2 separate regions of the Pan troglodytes genome follow, and region 1 is linked to region 2. The links are chromatin contacts, called in public HiChIP or PLAC-seq maps. All regions are on one chromosome and are shown on one strand. The core of a region is the stretch at or near the end of the contact, and the rest is flanking DNA. Distances in the headings are between cores, read along the strand shown. Region 1 holds the start of SLC7A14 (solute carrier family 7 member 14). Region 2 holds the start of CLDN11 (claudin 11).

Region 1 (2,793 bases), core at 229-2,728, 170 kb before region 2:
GAGATTCCAAATTTCTGATTTTTTAACTTTGTACTTTTCCTACAATGTCTCACAGCTTCTTGGTGATCCCAGGAGGTCTAACATATCCTGCAGAACTACTAAAAGCTTAAAATATGGGGATATTATCAGGCTTAGATGCTCATTGAAGGCAGTAACAAGCCTGAGGTAGGTGGACTAACCAAGACTGTCCTGGCAATGATCAAGCAACTTTCTGGGAAAAGCCCAGGGCAGACCCACAAAGTAGAGCTAGATTTGAACTGCTCCACCCTAGAGGAGTATCAGTCAGCCAGTATTCTCCCCAAACACAAGCCCAGTGAATTTATTTCCAAGGATAGGAGAGTTACATTTTGTTGCCTCCCGTGTGTTTTGAGGGCTTGGGCCAAAGTGCAAGAATTTATGTAGATAACTTTCATCCAAATCAGTCTACTCAATGCTTGTTAAATAATTCATTCAGTGATGTGGCCAAGCATGCCTGGGTTGGTCCCATCTAGTCCCAATCCTTTTGGGACATAACCTGGCTCTAGGACACTCATCTTAAAGGAGCCAATACAAAATAGAAGCCTTATCTCTCTCTTGTCTCCGTTTAGACTGGTACTTGTCTAGCCTGACCTCACAGATGCCTCCTTCCATGTTTAAAAGATGCTTTCACTGTATTAGCACACATCACATCCTTCTTGCCTTGTGAAATTTATTTTAACAAAGGTTGGGGGAAAAGAACTCTCCTTTATTGAGCTCCAAATACCTGTCCAACTCTAGGCTAGGCAATTCTAAGAACATGATGATTTCTCAATCTCATGACAATACTGCAAGGTGGTTATTTCACAGACGAGAGAAGAAAAGCTAGAAAGTTAAATGCTCCAAGGTCATACAGATTGGAATCCTAATGGCTCTTCAAATCTCAAGTCCATGATCTTTGCACCCATAAGATGTTGTGAACCCAAAGATAAACTTGAGCTTTGAAGACGGAGGTGGGTCTTGTCTTCTTTAGGAGGAGAGGAGAAATCAACCTCTCTCATTTTTTCTTTCCTGTAGGGCTCAGGGATGTGGAAGTTTAAGAGCAACGAAGGCTCCGCAGAGGATGAGGGAAGCTTCCAGAGGGCAGGAAGGAGGTCTGGACAGCCCAGTCTAGCAGGGGCAGAGCTGCGGCAGATGCCTTCCCAACGCACAGACATTGCAGAGTCCTGCTGGTCCCTGCTTTCCCAGGGCAAAGAACTGCCCCCATCCACGGCCCCCTCAACCTCCCTGCAGCCTGAGATAAGACACTGGAGGTCACAACTGGAGGCTCAGAAGGCCAGCGAGGAGTTGTGAGCGGCAGACAGAGGGGAAGGCGGGGGGGGGGGTGGGGGGGGGGCAGGTGGGAGGTGGTCTGGTGCCAGGCTTGGGCTCAGTATGTAAGGGGTTGGGCAGGCCATGTGACTCCAAGGAGGCGGAGACAGGCGAGCTGGAGGGAGGACGAGCAGGCACGGGGAGGGGTTCGGGGGGTGGGGGCGCAATCTGTATAATTGAGGAGCTGTTCAGCAGCAGCGGCTGCCTCCTGCCTTCCTTTGCCGCCACCACCACTTCCCATCCCAGCTAGAGAGACAGCTCCGCGCAGTAAGTGCGGACTGCCAGCCACCAGCCTTGGCAGCCAGCTCGTCGCCTCCAGCCCCGACCCCGGTAAGTGAACGGCCCCCTTCGCTGCCGTTTGTCCCCCTCCGCGACCCCCGCGCCCCAGCGGGACCCCTGCAACTGGGATGGCCGCCTCTCCCGGAATGACCCAGGGAGCCGGAGTCACCAGGAGCGGGGGACCAGGAATATGGCGCGGAGGCCGAGGGCGCCCTCCGGGAAGGGGTTCCCTGGAAGAACCGAGGAGGTGGGTCGGGCTCTTTCCTGCTCTGGCCCGGAATGAGGCCCCGACTGCCCGCGGTCTCGGGGCACCGGGCTCTGACTCGCGGGAGCTGCCGGGCGGGGCGGGGGCCAGCGCGGCTCCGGCGCCGCTAGAGCGGAAGGCAGAAGGGGAGCCGCGAGCGGAGTGCGGGCAGCCTAGGTCTCGGCAGACGCCGGGCCCGTCCTGTCCCCCGCCTTGGCGCGCACCCCGCACGGGCAGCTCCGTTCTCCGCCTCGGACCGAGACCATGAAACGGAGACGCTTTTCCGGCCGCAGACTCCGGGGAGGTCGGGAGCAACGTCTGCCCTTTTACCTGGGAGCAAACTCCTCAAAGGGACTCCCGCCGAGCCCAGCACCCCGACCAGGATGGTGGCGCCCCGAGGGGCGTCTGTCCCCGGAGAGTGGTGACTCGCCCGGGAGCGGCGAAGAGGACGTGACGGGAGCGGTGTCCAGGGAAGCTCCCTGCCCAGAGCCGGCAGCCCCAGCAAAGGGAGCTCTCCTGCACTGCTTCAACCCTCAGTCTCCTCTCTTCCCCCATTCCAAAGCACATCAGCTCCCCTCTAATCCAAGAGGGCCAGGCTAGGGCTGCGTGGCCACGCGGGATGCAGCCCCCACCCTCCTTCTCTCTCCTGTGTCACCCCGCCCCCTCCCCAAATGAGTATTTTATATTGCGATTGAAGAGTGAGCAAAGCACAGGCGAGAAGAGATGCAGGAAGGCTAGAGCAGCGGGGCTCGCTCCTGTTCCTGGCACTCCTCATCCCCCCACCTGTGTGAAGCTCGTTTCCTTGAGATTTTGAGCGGAGACACTCAAAGGAACTGGCTCTGGCGAAGGGATCCCCGCCTGAGTGTCGGTGAACGTCACTGGCCCGAATTGCCCAAGGGCCGCAGGATGTCAACCTGCCTCCCCCTAGGTATAGGGTCTAGGAG
Region 2 (2,935 bases), core at 155-2,654:
AGATTCCAGCAGAAAACCAAGGGGGTGCCCGCGACCTCGCCATTGCCCAACCCATTGGTTTAAATCTGAATTGAGGCTGTCGCCCAAAATGTTTCCACAGGACACATGTGAAAATGTGGCCCCTGGCCGGCGATAGGCTGCCAATTTTTACCTCCCCTTCCCACTCTGAGACACGCTGGAGGGGTGGCGGCGAGCGACCCTCGGCGGCGCGCTCCGTATCTCCCCAATGGAGTCCGCCCTCCGAGGCGCGCTCGCTCGTCCCTATCCAACCCAGCGGCGCGGAGCGGGAGCCGACGTCACCGCAGCCCCGCGGTCTGACGCGCCCACAGCAGGGGCGGGGGTAGCGGGGGCAGCGGAGATGGCCCTGGGCACGTGCGGGAATCAACCTGACATTTCCCAAACCAGGCAGCCCAGAGAGCCCTGGACGTGAATTGCTCAGCGGCTGGGCGGACGGAGCTAGGAGGGCTCTAACCTGGCCGGGGGCGCTTCACCCATCCCATGAGGACCGAGAAACTCAGCCTGAGCCGGTTAGATTCTCCTGTCAGCTTGTGTTACACGCTCCTTCTCACCTCTGCGGGCGGAATCTAACGCGAAGGCTCGGCGCCCCGGGGGAAGCCGGGCGGGAGCGGGAAGCACTTCAGGAAGCGGACGGTGGAAGGATGCGGGCTGGGACCGCAGTAATTAACACGGACTCAGTTCCTATTAGGTGTTCCGGTTTGTTCATTCTCAAAGGGACTCGGCCAGTGTTACCACCGGCCACATTGCCACTATTATCTCAAATTCCAGATAAGAATACTGAGGCCTAGAGAAGTTAAGTTCGGGGCTGCCTAATTCTTCTACAACAAGGTGGAACTAGGGATGTCAAAAACGTACCCAAAGGTCTTCAAGCCCCCAAAATGTCTCTGCGAGGCCGTCTAATATCCCGCTCTCTACCCAGAGGATAAGGATTTGGGAGCCGCCGCCAAGCTCGGGTCCTTACCCGGCAGGATGAGGATGTCCACCAGGGGCTTGCAGTGGTACAGCCCCGTGGCCATGACGCAGTCGGCCCACAGCCCCTTGGAGCCCAGCTCATCCAGCTTGCGGCAGGTGGGGATGGTGTAGCCGCAGGTCACCACCCAGTCATTGGTGGAGGTGGTCACGATGACGCCGATCCAGCCCACGAAGCTCGTGACGAAGCCCACCACCTGCAGAAACGTGGCCACCATGGTGGCCGCCAGGATGTCCCCGTGCCTCGCCCCTCACGGCTGTGCCTGGGCCTGGGCTGGACAGTGCCTGCCCAGGTACGTCTCCCACGCTCGCGAGCCGCTGGAGGGCGACGGCCCGAGGCGGGACACTGGAGGTGGAGGTGGGCGCCGGAGGCTGCGAGCTCAGCGGCGAAGGGCGCACGGCGGGGACAGCAGCGCTGCTGGGCAGCGCGCCCCCGCCCCCTCTTTAAGCCCCGCGGCTCCGGCCGGCGAGCACCAATCGGCGGCAGCCCCGGGGCGCGCCGGCCAATCGCGGGGCGGGGCCGGGAGGGAAGCGTGAAGGGGAGCAGAGTAACCCCAGGGGGGCCATTGGGCCGCCCCGCCCCGTCCGCAGCGCAGTCCGGCGATGCAAAGTAAAACAATTCCATCCAGGTCCAGAGAAACGGAGAGCGCAAAGAGGGCGTGCGTTTGTCGAGAGTTCTGTTTTGCTGCGACTGGTTTCTCTTCTTATAGCCCCTCTCTCATCTCAGTCTCTGGGTGTCCATTCCGCTCCGACCCTCCTCAGCTCCTCCCTGCTCGCTCCTTCTTCCCTGCTGCGAGCACTCCAAGGGCGCTCGGTACAGTCCCCCGACGACCCAGGATTGTGACAGACTGAAAAGTGCAGTAGGGACAAACGCGAGGCATTCAGTACACACAGTTACTAGAAGAAAGAAAACGATGCTTTTCAGTGGTTGAACATCATCAGCGGCAAACGTGGCCATAATAATCAACAACAGCAACTCACATTTATCGAGCTGTGTTATATATTATGCAGATGCATTTTACATGCATTAGCTCATTTAATCCTCATAACAGCCTTTGAGGTAGGAACAATTGTCAATGACACATACTAGGCCGGGAGTGGTGGCTCACACCTGTAATCCCAGCACTTTGGGAGGCCAAGGTGGGCGGATCACCTAAGGTCAGGAGTTCGAGACCAGCCTGACCAACATGGTGAAACTCCATCTCTACAGAAAATACAAAAATTAGCCGGGCGTGGTGGCGCATGCCTGTAACCCCAGCTGCTTGGGAGGCTGAGGCAGGAGAATAACTTGAAGGAGGTTGCAGTGAGCCAAGATCGTGCCACTGCACTCCAGCCTGGGTGACTGAGTGAGACACCATCTCAAAAGCAAACAACAACAACAACAACAAATTACACGCACTAGCCATAGAGAAACAGCACAAGAAGGTTGAGTTGCCCAAGTTCACGCAGCTAGGAAGGGGTAGACACCATGGGCCCATCTCATCCCTTTCACGAACTGTTTCTAGGAAACTGTCCTGATCAGTCTGAAAATTCCTAAGGGGTTCATGTGTCCCATTTTAGACACATTAAAAGCTACAGCAGACTTCTCTGGCTCACTGTAAATAAATTAATATCTGTACCCCACTGAGAAAACTGCCCAGCCCAGAATGAGCGCTCGGATAGTGTAGAGCTATCATCATCACCATCAACATCATTAAGCCACCATGCATACAAATAGGCCGCATTATTTGCACCTTTGTATTCAGATAGGGAAGTCTTCCTTGAACTGTATTTACAGTCAACAGTTTTCACTCCCTTTGAAACATTTGGCTTATCTTATTATCTCCTTCTATCCATTCCCTTGGACCGCTGCCTCCTCACCAATCATGAGACTTAAAGGTGTGAGGATTTCAGAAAGCACAAAAACTTCCTGCTCAGCGTTCTAAAATCTAAGATACTAACCATAAAT

What was found. HiChIP or PLAC-seq counts read pairs in DNA pulled down with a chosen protein or histone mark.
Region 1: an H3K4me3 HiChIP or PLAC-seq map of stem cell-derived excitatory neurons shows a contact between it and region 2, with 3 times the contacts expected there. The contact joins the promoter of SLC7A14 here to the promoter of CLDN11 in region 2. A contact is called at or near these places in 1 of 1 datasets of contacts at active chromatin or transcription factors (stem cell-derived excitatory neurons) and 1 of 1 other capture datasets (stem cell-derived neural stem cells).

What each region holds. Positions count from the first base shown.
Region 1 is chr2:173,737,264-173,740,056 of NHGRI_mPanTro3-v2.0_pri, reverse strand. It overlaps SLC7A14 (solute carrier family 7 member 14), which reads left to right and starts at 1,478. Exons shown (of 8, transcript XM_526378.8): 1 at 1,478-1,656. All of the region lies in intron 3 of LOC129143652 (a long non-coding RNA gene), which reads right to left.
Region 2 is chr2:173,570,585-173,573,519 of NHGRI_mPanTro3-v2.0_pri, reverse strand. It overlaps CLDN11 (claudin 11), which reads right to left and starts at 1,404. Exons shown (of 3, transcript NM_001246413.1): 1 at 980-1,404. The coding sequence starts at 1,205.